Regions from separate parts of the Sus scrofa genome. Here region 1 is linked to region 2. A link is a contact called in public promoter capture Hi-C data. All regions are on one chromosome and are shown on one strand. Each heading gives the region's core, a stretch centred on a gene start, on an enhancer-like site or on the middle of the called end of the contact. The rest is flanking DNA. Distances are from core to core; before and after follow the strand shown. Region 1 holds the start of TRMT6 (tRNA (adenine(58)-N(1))-methyltransferase non-catalytic subunit TRM6). Region 2 holds the start of TMEM230 (transmembrane protein 230).

Region 1 (3,488 bases), core at 338-2,837, 650 kb after region 2:
CTCTTGTAAGTATATCTGTCATTTCTTCATTAAATCTCCTCATCTGAACCATCTCAGTGACTCTCCCCAAGTATTTGGGTAGGGTCAATTCTTGTTCTTTGCTGGGTCCTCAGTGATTAACATTTAATACTCAAAATATACACTGACATAAACCCCCTCAGAGAGGCTGAAACTCAGCTCAGCCCAGATGTGCATCTTCCCCCACCACATCCTTTGAGTACCCCAGGGCTAGCAGAGTGCCCCTGCGTCTGAGCTAGGCTGGGTTTATCCCTCTGGCAGCTGGTCTGGTAGGCAAAGCAGAGTGTGTCAGGCAAACTGTTTGGCCTAACAGGAGGTCACTGCCCTAGTCAGGAAAAGTGGACCCTGTGTGCTTTGCTGGGAAAAAGTGGTATTTGCAGAGTCTGCTCAGAGAGCCAGGATTGCTTCTGCACAACCAGATGAATGCAGCCTTGAGGAATAGTGAAGGGAGAATCTGGCCTGGGATGTAACTGAGCTCAAAGCTTAATTTTCTAAATAAAATGGAAACTAATGCCATGGCTGCTGCCAAGAAAACTGATGGAAATGTTTCAAAATGACTGTCTAAAGAATATGTTTCAGAAATAGAGATGTCTCCTTAGAAATAAAAAGCTCTTGTCTGAAAGAGCACACTATTGAGAAGTATACTCTAACAATCACATTTCACAATAAAGTAACTTAAAAGGACAATGCAAGAGAGAAACCGAAGTTTCACCTACAGTTACTATACAGCTGTGTAACTCTGAAATCATTCATCCAACTTATGACCTAAGGACTTTGCTGCATTGCTATATTTCAACTAAAAAGTTTAAATAATTAGTATTAGCACTTTTCAAAATTATGTACTTGGAAGCACATACACATTTCCAATCAGAAAATCTGAGAAGAAAAAAGTATTGGTTTCAAGAATACAAAATAAAGTAGTGATGGGGCGTTGGGTGGACTCTGGGAGACAAGGGTGAGATCAGAGGGTGAAGGGGTTCTGTGAGAAGATAGGAAAGAAGACCTCAAGAACCTAGGAAAAGAACTCCGGGACAGGGATGGTGAAAGAGGCAAGGCACCTAAAGCCAAGAATGGGAAAAGAACTCTGTGGAAAGATTAAGCGGGATGCTTAAGACAGGTGGGGTGAAACGGATCCCAGGGGCTGAGAACGGGGTCTTGGATGCAAATGCCTAGGTGCGAAGACCCGAGAGTAGTTAATGAGAGAGAGCGTCTCCTGAAGGTGGGGGCTGGGAAACCATAAGGCCAGAGACCTGACTTACTTTCTCCGCTGGACTTGCACTGCTTTAAACACATCTTCCCGTTTCAGCACCACGAAGTCGCCGTCGCGGATGCAGTGATCCCCGGGATGCAGTGGCTGTGGGCCCGGTTGCTCGTCAGAGCCCTCCATGACGCTCAGCCGATCTCTGAGCTCCGCGGCGTCTCTCTAGTTCCCTCTCCGCCCCTCGTCTAGGGTTGTCGCCGCCGGCGGCCTGGCCTCGCACAAACCGAGGGGACGCCGAGCCCAGAGATCTGCACCTCCCCCACGTGCTGCGCACCGCTTCCGCTTTCCGGTCAGAGCCTCAGGACAACTTCCGGGAGCCTCACAGCTTCCGTCTGGCCGATCTCCTTGATTGGCTGCCCTCCATCTCGCCCCTCCCGTCACGCCGCAGCTACGGGCGGAAGTTGCGTCACAGAAGCGCCAAAAAAGAACTTAGAAGACTGGAGTTAGGTTTCAGACCCTGTTGTGGCTGCCTGAAGTAGACCTATTCGGCGACCCACTGCAGCCTCAGTGGAGAAGCCGAGGTCCCCGAGCAGCTTTGACGTACAATCCTTGGCCCCTCCCGGGGACGTCAGGTAAGCTGAGGGCGAAGAGTCTGCGGGACTTAGGCAGAGTCATCTGAGGAGCTCGGACCGTGGAGTCTCCTCCGCTCCGCCGAGCTTCCCCCAGCTAGGAAGGGAGAGCCAACCCATCCACGAACTAAGAGAGCTCTGTGACCTGTCATCCTTTGCAAGTAAAAACTTAGTCTGAGAAGACTTAAATGAAGCGAGGTATTTGACCAAGCATAGCAGCTCGACGGGCGGGTCCTTGCCTCTTTCTCCAGTCCTACTCCTTAGTAGTTATTCCCACTGTATTACCTCCTTTGAGAAAGATAGGGGACATAGCGTTGTCGAAGGAGAGCTTCAGCCTGGGAATGTGGATAGGAAATTTGAGCTTCGTTCTGTCACCAGTTGATCAGTTAATTTTTTTTAATTTTATTTCATTTTTTATTACTCAAATGAATTTATCACATCTGTAGCTTATAATGATCATAACAGTCTGATTTCACAGGATTTCCATCGCACAGCCCAAGCACATAGTTAATTTTTTTTTTTTTTGCTTCAGTTTCTTGACGTACGATGTGGTCTACATGATTATCAAAGCCATGTTAGTGCCTTAAGATCGTGAACTTGTTTAGTTATTAACGTATTAATTAAATCTTTTTAAATAGAGCTGCGGGAGTTCCCATTGTGGCGCAGCGGAAACGAATCCGACTAGGAACCAAGAGGTTGAGGGTTCGATCCCCGGCCTCGCTCAGTGGTCAAGGATCCGCGTTGCCGTGAGCTGTGGTGTAGGTCACAGACGCGGCTCAGAACTGGCGTTGCTGTGGCGTAGGCTGGCAGCTACAGCTCCAATTAGACCTGTAGCCTGGGAACCTCCATATGCTGTGGATGCAGCTCTAAAAAAAAGGCAAAAGACAAAAATATAAAAATAAGTAAATAAATATAGATGCAGATACGCTGCCTGGTAATGAATTGCGTTAGAGTATGGGTATATTTTTATACATTTTAACCCTTGGGAATGAACTATTGAATTTATAGTTTATTATTGTTTATAGCTGATTAAAATATTATTTATAATGTTTATAAGGTATTAGTTTCAGGTAAACAACATAGTGACCTAATATTTTATGTATTATGTTCCATTCAAAGTTATTATAAGGAGTTCCCATCGTGGCGCAGTGGTTAACGAATCCGACTAGGAACCATGAGGTTGCGGGTTCGGTCCCTGCCCTTGCTCAGTGGGTTAACGATCTGGCGTTGCGATCTGGCGTTGCCGTGAGCTGTGGTGTAGGTTGCAGAAGCGGCTCGGATCCCGCGTTGCTGTGGCTCTGGCGTAGGCTGGCGGCCACAGCTCTGATTAGACCCCTAGCCTGGGAACCTCCATATGCCGCAGGAGCGGCCCAAGAAATAGCAAAAAGACAAAAAAAAAAAAAAAAACAAAGTTATTATAACATATTGGCCGTTTTTCCTGTAATGTACATTACATCCTGTTAACATCCTTTAACTTAGTTTATAACTGGCAGTTTATACCCCTTAATACTTTTTACCTATTTTGCCCCTCCCCTCACCCCTCTTCCCACTGAACCACTAGTTCTCTGTATCTGTGAGTCTGTTTCGTATGAGCAGAGTATTATTATTATATTGTAATATTAATATTATTATTCATTTTT
Region 2 (3,846 bases), core at 359-2,858:
AAAGACTAAAAAACACTGACATTTACCTTGAAAAACATTTGGGAGTTCTCTTGTAGTGCAGTGGGTTGTCACTGCAGTGGCTTGGGTCGATGCTGTGGCCCAGGAACTTCCAAATGCTGAAGGAGAGTCCAAAAAAAGAAAAAAAAGAAAAAAGGTAGTTTCCATTGTAGCTCAGTGGGATAAGAACCCAACACAGTGTCTGTGAGGATGCAGGTTCGATCCCTGGCCTCAATCAATGGGTTAAGGATCTGGCATTGCCACAGGCTTCGGCATAGGTTGCAGATACGGCTCTAATCCCTTGTAGGCCGGCAGCTGCAACTCCAATTCGATCCTTAGCCTGGGAACTTCCATATGCTGCAGGTGTGGCCCTAAAAAGAAAAACACATTTGTGTACTTTTCCTCTACAAAAATCACAATGTTAATGAAACAAGTAAATCTACTTTGATCATGAAGCTATTTGATTTCTAAAAGTGAAACATATCTTTAAAAAAGAAAACTATTTCAAAAAGGGCAACACTTAAAAAAAAAAAAAAAACCCATAAAACATAAAAGACCACCCTTCCTTTGGTATGACATATTGCAAACAATCGTCATTATAATAGCAGCTAACAACTACCTGGTGTTAGCTTGACAGGTGCTTTTTTAAGTGCCTTATATATACTTAATACCGGATATTAATGAGCTGGGATTTTTTTATTTTATGTTTTTTAATGAGCTGTTTTAAGTGACCTGCAGTCAACCTAAACTAGCATTATAAAGGAATTGGTGCTAAATGCTCACGTTCCTTTTTAATAATTACATGCTGTCGAAGAAATCAAGTATTGAAAAAGAAAGTATGCTAACCTATTGGCTTTTCTAAAACGGCTGGATCAAACTGCGTCAATCACTAGGTTTTTAAATGTTGAGAACCCAATTACAAGATGATCTAAATTTAATTCCATAAAACTTAAAAGTCCAGACTACCAGTATGTGGGGGTTTTGAGGGCATTTATCACGTTTGATTTGTATTAGTGTTTAAAAAAAGAAATTCACATACACTTCCATTAACTATTCATACACCTCATCAAAACATAAAGAAATGCAGGACGTGAAGGACAGGGGAGACGAATTCTCATTGGTGGCAAAGAAGCGAAAGGCAAACGTAAATAAATCAACGTTTTCCAAGTACTAGGTCAAGTTCCCAGCAAGCTTTTTTTACCAGTCCCACCGCAAGCCCAACACTTCCTCAGCACTTGAATGTAGTAGCAAGAAATGTTAAGAGCAACAGCAAAGCACTCAACACAGTGCCTGCTCGCCTCCACACACGCTACTTCCCTGCCCGCCCAGACCGAGCCAGCAAGAGACAGAACCGAGGCGAATTTAGACGGAAAACAAAAACCGGTTTTTGGAAAGAAGCCAGCCCTGCCTCAGGCGGGCGAACGCTCCACAGCAAGGACTCAGGGCTGGATGTCAGCGGGGAGCGCAGTCTCCACCACGCCGCGAGCCTCAAGCGGGCACTTCCGCTCCCTGCCAGCCGTACGCACGCCTTACCGCAGGCCTTACCGGAGCCCCGCGCCAAAAGCTCGCTCACGGTTGGCAGAAAGCGCGCCCGAAGCCTCATGGCACACTTCCCCCAACTGCCGCCCCGCCTCCGACAAGCGGGGCGCCGGAAACGGCATACGGGAAGTTGGCGTGCCAGGCGTGGCGTCACCAGGAGCGACGCCGTCTCGTTCCGGCTTCCGGCCTACGGTCGAGTGATTGGCCCGCAGAAAGCAACGAGTTGCGGAGGTGGAGCGCGCCACGTTGGGTTTCAGGAGGCGCCGCAACCTGAGCTGGCTGCTGACTACCTCCACCCGGTGGGAACCTAGGCAGTCGGGCCGCCTGGGTCACAGTCAGGCCCAGGGCTAGCCGACTACGTGTTTCTTTCGCGCCCCTCTGGCGCCGTCAGTGTCGCCCTCGGGAGGCGGAAGCCTAGCCGGCAAAGGTGCCAAAAGCCCGGAACTGTCAGCACACCGTTAAGCCCAGGGCTGGCCGCCTTCCCCCTGGGGCCGTTTCTGCCCTTCTATACCGCACCCCACTTCTTGTGTTTCTCTCTCCTCCAGGCCTTACTTGGGTAAGAGGCCAGCCCATGGGGGACATTGGCAACACATCGTTTTTTAAAATGTCAAGGTTTATTAAAGTATAACTTACATATAATAAAGTACAATTGGATTAGTTTTGACAAATGCATATAGTTTTGGAACTATCACCATAGTGCAGATAAAAATATTTCCATCACTCCAAAAACATTTATCTGGGCCCTTTGCAGCCAATCTCCTTCCCTATGCCCCAGACAAACTGCAGAGGGCACAGGAAGTTTGAGGATCCAGAAACTAGAACTCAGCGCAGATATAACAAAAACCAGTCATATAATACGCCAAACCACAAAATACACTAGAAAAAGAACAATAAAGCAATTCTCATTATGCAGCATGCCAATTTGTGACCTTGTAGCACAATTACTGCCAGGCCTTCTCACTTTCTTGGTTGAATTCAACACCTATGGAATTTAAGCCATCTTCATCCTTTAAAAGGAGTTAAGTCCTCCAAAAGGAGGCTTACACTAGAGAAATTATTTTTGCACAAACACACTCCTTGGGCCCTATCACACATCTACAAAAACTTCCAATACTCCTGTACAAGGCGCCCTAGGCTAAAGAAACACACTGCTCTATAACAATGCTAGTCTTACAAAGCCCATAGAACTTTTTAGGTACATTAAGCTTCTGTAAAGTGTTAGTAACAAAAATGACAACAAAATATATAAGATTTGTTCTACTCTCCCCTTTGCACTTCTTGAGCTCAAGTCAAAATACCAAAATAAGATTGGCAAGTGTTTTGTCACCTACTGTATTTTAAATACTTTCTATTGCTATATCTAATTCATAACAAGCTGACTGGAAAAAAAAAAAAAAAAAACACATTTACATGAAAAAGTTGCTTGAATTGTGACTTCCCTAGGATACTTGCAACCATTGTGGTCCAAATGAAGGCACTGTCCTGGGATGCTTGAAATTCAAATGACTTTTATTTAAAGTGAAAACAATACTTAAAACTGTATTTAGAGTCAAAACCCTTTTGTTTATAAAAATCATTAATGAGTATTTCTAGGCTAACAAGACCAGATTTGACTTTGGACTTAAATTGTAGAGAATGGAGGAAAAAAAAAAAACAGGTTATTTACAGAAAACAGTATCTACATATGTACTCAGAGGTACAAAGAAGAGACTTAATTAAGTATGTGCTGGCATCACCGAAGCAGTTCTCAAAGAGCTTAGTTTAATTTTCTTGGAATTTGAGAATGTCTAAGACCCTTCTTCATCTTCGATCTTGGGAGCCAAATAGTACTTTAAATGTCCCATATCAGCAATTTTATACTCTACAACTGAAAGAAAATAGGAACATAGTTAATTACTGAGAAGTACCACATACACTACCTACAAAACAAGACTCAACAAATACATTATCTTACCAAGGGGTACATCTGCAGACATACTGAGTGTGACTGTAGGAGAGAGTGGAGTGGCTTTTGTAAAGAAGTTCAGGTACCTCAGTGCAAAAGTTAGCTGAACTGGTTCATTCATCTCTATGGTAACCTAAGGGAGAAAACAAACTTCATCAAATTGAAAAATATCAAGAAAGCTGCAACCCATCCATTTATAATTACATTTTAAAACAAAATAGGAGTTCCCTTGTGGCTCAGCGGGCGAGCACCTGTGTTTGTCACTGTGTGGCTCCAGTCACTGCTGTGGCGTGGGTCCAAGCCCTGGGCCTAGGAACTTCCACATGCCTCAGTCATGGCCAAAAAGTAAATAAAAACAACCACCC

What was found. Promoter capture Hi-C pulls out the DNA fragments that hold promoters and counts their contacts.
Region 1: a contact with region 2 is called in a promoter capture Hi-C map of fetal liver, with 3 times the contacts expected there. The contact joins the promoter of TRMT6 here to the promoter of TMEM230 in region 2. A contact is called at or near these places in 1 of 5 promoter capture datasets (fetal liver) and 1 of 47 Hi-C or Micro-C datasets (liver).

Annotation. Positions count from the first base shown.
Region 1 is chr17:14,788,731-14,792,218 of Sscrofa11.1, forward strand. It overlaps TRMT6 (tRNA (adenine(58)-N(1))-methyltransferase non-catalytic subunit TRM6), which reads right to left and starts at 1,588. Exons shown (of 9, transcript XR_002339863.1): 1 at 1,278-1,588. MCM8 (DNA helicase MCM8) reads left to right here and starts at 1,668. Exons shown (of 17, transcript XR_002339862.1): 1 at 1,668-1,851.
Region 2 is chr17:14,134,749-14,138,594 of Sscrofa11.1, forward strand. TMEM230 (transmembrane protein 230) reads right to left here and starts at 1,609. Exons shown (of 4, transcript NM_001244345.1): 1 at 1,543-1,609. It overlaps PCNA (proliferating cell nuclear antigen), which reads right to left. Exons shown (of 6, transcript NM_001291925.1): 5 at 3,491-3,614; 6 at 2,998-3,403. The coding sequence ends at 3,324.